Regions from separate parts of the Drosophila melanogaster genome. Here region 2 is linked to region 1. Evidence: chromatin contacts called from public Hi-C data. All regions are on one chromosome and are shown on one strand. The core of a region is the stretch at or near the end of the contact, and the rest is flanking DNA. Distances in the headings are between cores, read along the strand shown.

Evidence for each region. Hi-C and Micro-C count contacts between places; a contact is called where the count stands out from the background.
Region 2: a Hi-C map of the Kc167 cell line shows a contact between it and region 1, with 5 times the contacts expected there. A contact is called at or near these places in 8 of 107 Hi-C or Micro-C datasets (the D17-c3 cell line, the Kc167 cell line, embryo and 3 more).

What each region holds. Positions count from the first base shown.
Region 1 is chr3L:18,799,307-18,804,562 of dm6, forward strand. ftz-f1 (ftz transcription factor 1) reads right to left here and starts at 2,003. Exons shown (of 10, transcript NM_079419.3): 1 at 802-2,003. It overlaps CG14073, which reads right to left. Exons shown (of 6, transcript NM_140803.2): 3 at 4,718-5,256; 4 at 4,523-4,651; 5 at 3,757-4,424; 6 at 2,959-3,691. The coding sequence ends at 3,476. lncRNA:CR45939 (long non-coding RNA:CR45939) reads right to left here and starts at 2,006. Exons shown (of 3, transcript NR_133270.1): 1 at 802-2,006.
Region 2 is chr3L:18,995,127-19,000,382 of dm6, forward strand. It overlaps CG18135, which reads right to left and starts at 3,157. Exons shown (of 2, transcript NM_176346.2): 1 at 2,875-3,157. The coding sequence starts at 2,886. It overlaps CG3808, which reads right to left. Exons shown (of 4, transcript NM_140826.2): 1 at 5,173-5,256; 2 at 3,820-5,116; 3 at 3,382-3,725; 4 at 2,749-3,319. The coding sequence ends at 3,397.

The sequences.
Region 1 (5,256 bases), core at 753-3,252:
TAAAAATTAAATTTCAAAATAGACGTCGAGAATCTTTAATTTAAAAATTGAAAAATAAAGTTTTTTTAAAAATGCAATTGTTTTACAAGATTACAAAAATTAATAAAAAAAAAAAAAGTTAATGCATTAAAAGCATCTTTAACCAAATTATTTTTTCCGAGTAGATAAAATCCATTTAAAAATTAACACGCTAAATTGTTTATTCCCCCATTTACAGTAATTTTCCAGTTCGCGAAACAGACAACTGGAAAGATTCCCCCATTTTTTTAAGCCCTGTGTTACCCTTTTTAACGATACTTTAATTAACTTCACTCGACTTCAAGTTCTTCACTTTTCGTGCTTGAATCTCACCAACCCTCGGGTAATCCACGGAAAAAAATTGAGCAAATGACATTAACTTTATATTTAATATTTTAAAAGAAAAATATCTTAGTGGAAAATACGAGAAAATGTATAAAAAAAAACTATAAAAAGCTATAAACTGCTGATACAATTTTCAGTTTATTATCCAAATTTTTAAAACCACATTAATTTTTGTAAAAAATATATATATAATGATCCCAGTAAAATTTATTTAAACAAACAAAAAGGTGATTTTATTTAAAAAGTTTTCTTATAATGATGGTTTTTAAATCAAATTCGTGTCAAAACTGTATTTCATTCCGTGCTCCTACTTCCCATTAAAGATGGTAAGTGCAGTAAAATAAAGCTCACCCAACTAGACAAAATGGAAAAGGAGGTTTTTGGGGGGTAAAAGGTGAGCGAGAGGAAGTCGTGCAGCGGGGAGAATTGAGAATTTACCTTTCATGCAGCTGACGTCGTTGTTTTTCCTTTTGTAGTTCTGTGTGTTGCGCATGCGCCCGGTTCCATGAATTCCAAGACGAAGATCGCGGAAGAAGAAGAAGCGCTGGAAGCTGTCCGTCTCTCTCTTTCTCCGTCTCTTCCCCTCTCGCTTTTTATGTATACAAAAACCAGTTGGAAGCGAAAGCAAAAGTTCTATTATTATGTCTTGGTCTTCTTGCTGTTTCTGTTTTTGTAGCCGTAGCTGGTCTCCCTCTCTCTCGCTGTCTCTGTCTCGCTCTCAGTGTGGGAATTCGCATGTGTGGAGAACGGAACGCGAATTTATAATTCGCAAAACAAAGCTTGTGTGTGATTCATTTCGCCGATCGTAGTCGCTGTTGCCGTTGTTGTTGTTGTTGCTATTTCTCCCGATCGCATCTCTCGGCGTCTCGTTCTCTTTTGCTCTCGCTCTCCGAAAGCTCTTTCAGCATATTTCAGAACACGCACACACACGCGACGCCAAACGCATTTGGCAATTTATTTATATTTTTTTTTATTTATTTCTTTTATTTATTTTGCATTTATTGCCATTTACTCTTCCTCTATTCTCGGCGATTTCCTCTTCCCGATTTCGAACGCACACCAAGAACTTCTTGCACAATCGTCGCACGCGCGCAACAAGCGAAAGCTCTCAGAAACAACAACTATAAATTGCAATTCCTGCTACGCACACACTGACACGCTCGCACCGCACATACATATATACACACATGTACTGGGGTTCCACTGGGCACTCTGTGTTGTTGTTTTTCCGCTTGGCTTTTGCTAATTTTGCCTTGTTTTTGCTTCTGCTCCAATTCTATGACACAACGCTATCTTCCCACTTTGTGTTAATTTTTATACACAATTGCACACCAAAATTGGGGTTTGGTAAACGGATAGGCAATGACGGGGGCGCGGGCGACGATTGGAAACCAGAACACACTCCCGTTATGGACGCATCGGAAATATTAAATATATACGTATGTACACACACATAATTAACGCCAGAGCTGTTCTTCTTTTCGCTTTTGTTTACTTTCACTCTTACTTTCTTGGCTATCGCTCACTTTCAGCTATTGTTTATTCGCTGGCTTCACTTTTTCGGGAAAAACTATTCCGCACGCAAAAATTAGGTCTCGAGCGAAATTAGGTCGAACTCGAACGGGAACACAACACACAGTAAAAGTTTGTTGGCGTAGGTAGAAGAAGACCGAAAGCCCTCGCGCATACACGCACACACACATGCGCGGTCGGGATAGTGTTGGATCACCGGAGCGAAGAGCGGGGCCAAGGACAGAGAGGCAGCATTCTTGGCCTTTAAAAATCGTTTGAAGAACAAGGACGGCAATCATATGAAAACCGGAAAGCTTTCAGCTGAAAGCACTCACATGCACGCACACCCGCGTTTAGCGCACCGCTCGTGCGGCGAGCTTTTGAGAGCGACATCTGCCGGAACCTATCGCCAAGTTATCGATAGATCGTAAATTCAAAACTGTGGCGGTTTGTCAATGAAATATTACATAAATTTTAATAAGCAATAAAAAATACAATGAGATTATCTAGTTCAAATAATTGCAAATTTAAAAGGAAAAGAAGAAGACGAATTTAAATATTCACAAGATATAATTATACTTTTTCAAAAGAATGGGCCCTCTAAGTATATTTAAGTACTTATCTAAGACCTTACCTGTTCAGTCATCTATTATTATATATAAATAACCTTTTAAACCAATTTTGAAGAATCGTTTAATAAAAGCTTGGATCGATATTTGTTTTCAAATGCCAGGAGATTGTTAAAATTTTGAAGTGAAACCGCACTTTTAAATTGTCAAAATTTCACTTTGCATTTATTTTGTTTTTCATTATTAGTTTTTTTTTTTTTGTTAAATTTCTTCAGTTTTTTGTGGTTTCCTTTTATAGTTGCACAAAACTTACACACGTACATTACATAGAAAATTACAAACCTATCTGAAAATTGATTTACATTGTAGTTGGATCATATTGTGTATACATATACTTTATATATTATGTTAATAATTTCATTTAAAAATACATAATACATAAATACGCCTTTGTTGCTTCTTTAATATTATTACAATAATTATTATTTAGTTTATACTTTAGCTAGATTGTTTTGTTTTTTTAAAAACCATAGATTACACTTCATCCCTAGATTTATCTGTAAGTATATATCAATTTATTAGCTGATTGGCTGGCATACATTTTCCGTTCGTTTCCTCGTTTCTAACTGCCTTGCATTGTTTTCTTCTACTTTTATTGCATAATTGCAGCCAATCCCTAAAGATTCCAGATTTTCTCAATATTCTCGCTCTAAAATTTCCATTCATTTCCTTTTTCTTCGTTTTGAGTGTGTATAGCACCTTTGTATCACTTTGCATTAGCTCTAAATTTAATTTCCTTTATAAAATCCTTTATCTTCCAAAGACAAAGACGTGTGAGTAAAAACTAGTTACTAGCTAAAATATACATATGTATAGTATATAAATCTACTATTATATTCGTACTAATAGTTTTTCCATATTTGTTTGCACTTTACACTCTATGTTCAGTTAGTACTATGCTCATCCATTCATCATTATCTAATTTATATCTTTCTGGATCTTGCCCCGTCCAATCGCTAAAGATATCTCGGTTAAAATTTCATTAAAATGGTCTTAACGCCCAACAAGTTCCGTACACTGTCGTTGTATTTGATGAGCACAACCTTCGACGAACTGAACATGTTCAGCTTTTCACCGGCGCACAACAGCTGCAGGCAGGTGGCTTTCTCCAGGAAATCATCTATCTTGAACTCCCGTAGCAGGTGCTTCTGACTGCTGGCCAAGGCATTGCTGTTGTTCGGACAGAGCTAAAAAAAAAATAACAAGATTTTGTTATAAGTTCATTTAAATATCGCATCTAAATGGCACATACCTTGTTAAGCAACGTATCCTTCGATTTAACTTTAAGTAAATTGCACAAATCATTGAGTAGTACCCATTTATCACTGCCCTCGTCTTTGAGCAAGTACAGTGGTGGCAAGGGCACATCGGCCTCTTCAAATTCAAAAATATCACCATTCAATTCACTATCCATTGTCTCGATGTCCGTCTGATCCTCGTCTAGCCTAGTGCTACTATTCGTATTTGCTTTCGCATTCGTTTCCGTTTCCGCTTCTGTTTCAGCTTCAGCTTCCACTTCCTTCTTCACTTCATTCTTGACATTCACAACGCTTGTTACTAAATTATTTTCCACATTAGCATTCAGCTCCTCGTTGTTCTTATTGTTATTGCTATCCTCGTCGGTTCCCAGTTCCAATTTAACCATCGTTGTTGCCGTCGTCGTAGTCGCCGATCCAGTCTTTGTTGCACTCGTCTCCCCGTTCTGCTTGATCGTTGTTGTCACCCGATCCTGGTCCAAATCCTCGGGCTTCTGCTCCTCCTTTTTTTCCGCTAACAGACCATTCAAGTTGCTGGTCCTGTCACTGTTGCTGCTCATCCTCTGCTGCTTGGCCTCCTTCCTTTCTTTACGTAGAGCTCTGCTCATATCACAAGCTGTATTCGGTACATTACTGAATATATCATAACCATACTCCTTAGCATCTGGAAGAGATTAATGCATGGTTTAGTTCAAATTCATTCATATTTTAGTTTTATCCTTAATTGTATGCAATGGCAAAGAACTATTTGCTTCCACTCACCAAATATCTCCCAAGGCCCATTGAATCGCATTGGCTTGATGTCAGCGGCGGCACTTTGTGCATCGCTGAGATGAGCGCGCAGAATGCCTCGCATCAACTTGCTTGAAGCTAACATTAGCGGGGTTTGACCTAAAAACAAAAGGGTACAATTGTTACAATCCCTTCGAAATGCAAAGTTAAACATCCAACACCAACCTGAGTACGTTGCCAGCAACGGATCGGCTCCATAGGAGAGCAACAGTCGCACCACCTCCTCGTGATCGTTTTCGATGGCTCCGTGCAATGGCCTAATTCCAGATTGAGCCGCCTCCGAATGATTCGCGCCGTATTGAAGTAGAATCCTGGCAATCTCCAGCCATCCCTGGGTGCACGCCTCGTGGAGTGGAGTGTAGCCGGCGTTATCCTTTTGGTCAGGATTCATATTCATACGATCCAAGCAGTAGACCACCACATCGATTAGGCCCTGGCGAGCAGCCTTGTGCATGGTACTCTGACCAACTCCTTTGTTGAGCACCCACTTTTGGATCTCACGACAGACATCCATTTCCGTTTTCACCTTTGGAGGCAAATGGGAACTGCCAGCGATGGTGCTATCCGTATCCTCCAAGCGCTCATCCGCCGCACTCTGATTGTGTTCCAAAATGTGTTGTGTTATCTGACTGGAGACTTGGCTCTGACTCTGATTTTGCGTGTGGTTCTGCGTCTGAGTCGGAGCTGGTCTCTTCTTCTTTCGT
Region 2 (5,256 bases), core at 1,907-4,406, 200 kb after region 1:
GTTATTAACCAAGTTGGCAATTATTTCCCCGCCCATATGATAGCCCTGATAGATATATATACATACATCGTTAAAAGCCCCCCTGCCCCCGTCGAATATAGATTTTCCTTTACCCACGACAATTGCATAAACAAAACGCGCAGAAGACATGCAAATGTCCGATGACAACAGCAGCGACCTTCAGACACCCCAAAAAGTCAAAAGCTCAAACACCTGCACTATGCCGACAGTCGAAAAATCTGTAAAGCCTAAAGTATGCATTTACAAAGATTTCCGGTACTGTCCACTGGATGTGGGTAATTACATTTTTCATGTGGTCATCCGGACTCTGGGCTTCCATGGGGGTCAGCAGCATTGGCACCGACATTCTGCTTCTTTTCGGCTTCTTGGTTTTTGGGGATAGCACAAGTAAGTTAGGTAGGATAGGTTGCTTTGGTGCGGGGACCAACGAAATCAAGAAAATTCCACTTGTATCACAGTTAATTGTTTGCACTATGCGGCGTATGCGCAATATTTCAGTTTCTTTAGCTAGGCAAGCATTTTGTACTTGGGTATTGGGCCTGTTGGCTTTTATGTACTGCTGGTTTTGTTATTCGGGTTTGTATCCTTTGTGGACAGTGGGAACTAGGACGCTGTAGACGGTCCGTCGTCACAAATCGACGTTGCAATCGCAACTGTTTCGGGCGCTTTTGTTGTGCGCGCAATTTAAACGATTTCTTTTTATCGAAACTGAGTGGCGGAGCTTTTTTCTTTGTGCGAGAGTCGTAGTCGTATCCGACGACTTGGCGATTTGTTTTGGTTTTCAGTCCGGCGGTACAGTTGCGGCTGGGGCTTTTTCGAAATGTTGTTGGCCTCTACCGACGGGCAGCGACGAAACAAAAACAGAAAACAGCGAAACACACCAGATAATACAGAAAACATGAAGATTAATCGAATTAGCAATGCCCTCGATCGTCCAGAATCAGGACAGGAGAACAAAGCGGAATATGCGAAATTTAATCAACCGTCTAGGTGGTAATCAAAATGTTCCTAGGCTAACTGTTTATGAGTGGGCATAATTAAACGGCACTGGTTGATCCATTTAAAGTACCGATAAGGGAAAACAGAGTGCTTTGTCTGTAGAATAACTAGGAGAATATTAGCAAGGAATGTTGCTTTGGGCTAAATCAATAAAAAGAATATATAACTAGAAAATACAGTGCAATATACTAGCTGGTCGGATAAAATAATGTTTACTCATTGATTATCTTTTGCCATTATAAGTTTAAACATACTCAAACCCTTTTGCATACCAAAATTCACAAGTGAAACCCAATCCCCGGCCGAGTTACGTGAGGTCAGTCTTCAAATATACCCACATTCACAGGGTATCCCACTAAAACTCCCCATAAAATGTGCTGTGTAGTTGCGCTGCTCGGCGTAGCACGCAATCCAAAAGCTCGCAGCCTGAGCGCGGATGACAACAAGAGCACATTGGAGAACCCAAACCCCGGTCCATCCCCCACTATGCCACGAGGCCATTTGCTCCGCCGAGAAAACGTGTTGGTCGTGTGCAGCTGTCGGCGGCGATGGTGTTACGCACGTGAAGCGGTTTTCAGTCCGATGTGTGGGGCGTAGTCGTAGCCAGGCCCTCGCCGCAGCTTCTCGTCCACATCCACCAGCACATCGACATCCACATCCACAGACATGGCATCAGCCGAAAAGCTCTCTCCGGAAGACCGCCATATATCTCTCTCTAGGGGAACCGGTTTTCGTCGGTTGAAAATTTGCTGTTTTCCTCGCTGTTTGTTTACATCGCACAGTTAGTTGAGTGTTTGTTTGATAAGGCAAGAACTATTCAAGCTTTTCGGCTTCGGAAACAAAGCTCTCCGGTCAAGGTCTTGGGCTCCCTGTTCCGATCGTAATCGCATATTTTGGGTGTTGCTAGTTGTTGCTATATCTTGGCTTACACGAGGCCATAAATATAGCCGAATGAATAAACAAATTCAGCCGCATTTTATTCACTTTCCTGCCAATTTCTCCTTTTCTCTTGATTTATAATAGTTGCGGCGCACAATGTTTTCATATTTATTTATGTTGCTATATTTTGTACAATCAATTTGCCGAGTAGCCGAATCGCCCCACTGGCTCCAAAGTCCAATTTATTTGTTTTTCTTGTTTATTTCGTTAATGTTTACGAAAGCTTATTTTGGCTTTCCACTATAGTTATATGTATGTTTATGTGTGTGTACGTGTGCTATTAACACACCCCCTTCTAGGAAGTCGAGTCGCATAAAAATTCAGGGCTGTCGCGTCCCGATTTGTTTTTCTACATAGTATATTCAACATGATATCGGTCACGTTTGCTTGTTGTTCTCTTTTTCAAAACAATAATATTTTTTTGTTTTATTCTATAAGACTTTGCTTACGGCTACATCTGTTGTTTACATCATCCAACCACTTCTCGTTAAGAACATGTAATCGGAAAGGCGAAATAAGCGAATGCGATTGTTTACCTTAGATAAGATTTATATAAACACATTTTATTGAGCAATATCCGTGCGATCAGCCCCATACGTATTAACTATTAAGTTGGCCAATTTCATTACGGCACATCTCTGGCCTTAACTAGTTAATTGCACTTCTACGACTTTTTAAATATTCAACTTTATAAAAAAAAACAGCCATAACTCAAATTGCCTTAGTAAATTAATAAAACTTATCTTTAGACAAACAACGAAACAACTGAATTCGCGTCATACGCATGAAGTCATTTTCGAATCTTTTAATATGGTTGATAGATCAATATCAACGTCAACATCTTTTAAATACTACCCTTTCTACTTTTAACAATAGAACATATGTTTAGACTATGAAATAATCGTTAACTGGTACCTGGTCGGACATGATCAATGATCGTTGTCAGGGTCGTTGTTCATCAATTTGCCCTTGAGGGGGCGTTGGACTTGTAGCACCTCTCAGCTGTTTTTTCACGCGGTTTCTACACCTTTATGAGAACTTTATGAGCACCACACTTCCACCGGAGCAGCGATTCTTATCACGCACACAGGGGCCTCCAGAGGCCTGAATAACACTGATGGGGATGTCGGACTATGTCGAGTTGAACAGGGCTTTAAACTTAGTCTTTTGCTAAATAGGAAGTCGCTTCTGTCACTTTTTCCACTTCCTCCCCGTCGCACAGCGTAAATACAATTAAATCAATTTAAAACAATAAAAGTCGTAGAGCAGTCGCCACAAAGAGAGACAATGATAGAGGGCAGCATCGCGGCAGATAGGAGGTACTGAGACATATTGGGTGTCTCAGCGAATCGCAACTGACCTAAAAGATTATAGAAAGAGATTAAGCAAATGTGCAAGAGATTGCAGCGAAGTGAACTGTACCCGGCAACAAACACGTCACGTTACGGATGTGGTGTTCTCCTCGCTAACAGCTTCTTCGGTTGCCTCAGACTTTGACTGTGCAGCTCCCTCCGCTGGCGATGACTTCTCATCCGCCTTTGTTTTAGGTTCACGCTCGAACAGAATGACCAGCTCGGTGTGCATGGTGTGGGGAAACATGTCAACGGCCACAGCGGACTTTGGGTAGAATGGCTCCCCCTTGTATTGCTTAGACTCCGGTCTGGCCAGCTCGATGAAATTCCGCTTAGCACTGTGCGGATTGCAGGAGACGTAGACCAGACGATTGATGGCATCGGCTGATCGAATTGCGGCTATCGAGCGGTGGTCTGAAAAAAACAAATAAGAAATTTGGAAAGGTATAGCGCTTTGAACCTTAAAATAATTCAGCAAATTTATAATATTTAAGCAACGTAAACTTACGCAGTCCAGCCCTGGGGGGATCCACCACGGCAATAAGATCCAATGGTTTACCCGGCTCCTGATCGTAGAGAGCTTCGCGCACCATACTCTTGATGAAATCATCTGCATTTCCTGTAAAGAACTTTGCATTTTTAATGCCATTCGCTTCCGCATTAAACTCGGCATCCTTAATCGCATCAGGGACGATCTCCACGCCCATCACTTTCTTGCAGTGCTTGGCGAACGCAAGGGTAATGGTGCCAGTACCACAGCAAATATCCAACATAGTTGTGTCCTTAGTAGGAGCAACTAGATCAATGGCCTTTTGATACAACACGTTGGCTCCTTCTGTGTTGATTTGGAAAAAGGCCAGTGGGCTGATTCGAAACTGGAGACCCTGTATGGTATCGGTGATGTGGGTGCTGCCCGAAATGTGTTCCACCGGATTAATCGTCTGACCTGCTTCCCGATGCTTGACATCTTGGTAATACAGAGAGCTGCATTTGTACGGAGCATCATTTGCCAGATCTTCGTAGAAGGACTTCAGTTCTTGCTTAAGTTCAACTTGTTCGTCTTCACTTAAGTTCGAGGAGTATATGCCCGCCACCAGCATTAGTTCACCTGTGGCACTGGAGCACCGCACCATTAGCTGCCGGAAGTGGCCAATATTTCCGTCCGGATTGAAGGGCAAGAACTTGGACTTCCTCACCAAGTCCTGGAAACTGCGAGCAGCCCACTTGGCCTGCTCCGGTAGATGTGGCAAGTCTGCGACCTCGGCTACTTCCACAGATCCATCGCTGTAGCAGCCCAATCTGAAGCCCACAACCACTTCGCCTACGGAGTTCTTTCCCACGGTGAACTCGTTTTTATTTCTATACCCATTAACGGTGGGTGAGGGAAGCACCTCGTGGAATTGGAACTTATCCAAGTGGGGCTTTGCCCGCGGATTGACCTTCCGAAGTTCCTGGGTGTATTTCGCCAGAAGTGCCGACATTTCCTCGGATTTTTGTTTAATCTGCTGGTCGTAGGCAATGTGCGACAGAGGACACGTGGCTTCCACCGCCGTACGTTGTTTCTTGGGCTTTCTCTCCGACTCCTGTTCCTCGGCAGCTCGCTTTTTCTGTAGAGGATCGGCCGAGGCCTTGGCAACATGAGCCTTCAACACCTTTCCCTTCCATTTGTATCCATTCAGGATCTCCAAGGCCCTTTGTTGATCCTCCTGACTGCGGAAGCACACAAAGGCGAACTCTTTTCGAGTTGGAGCCTTGATTTTGGTCACGTCAAATTTGAGGGTGTTTCTCAAAAGCTTCTTAAACTCCTGCAAAGTTATAATGTTGTTATATTCATATAAAGGCTTAGATTTCAACTACCTACCCCAATACCGAAATATCCCATGTTCTTCACTTCAACTTTGAATATTTCCGAAGTGAATTCATTTCGCTCCAAGTAAGCATATTC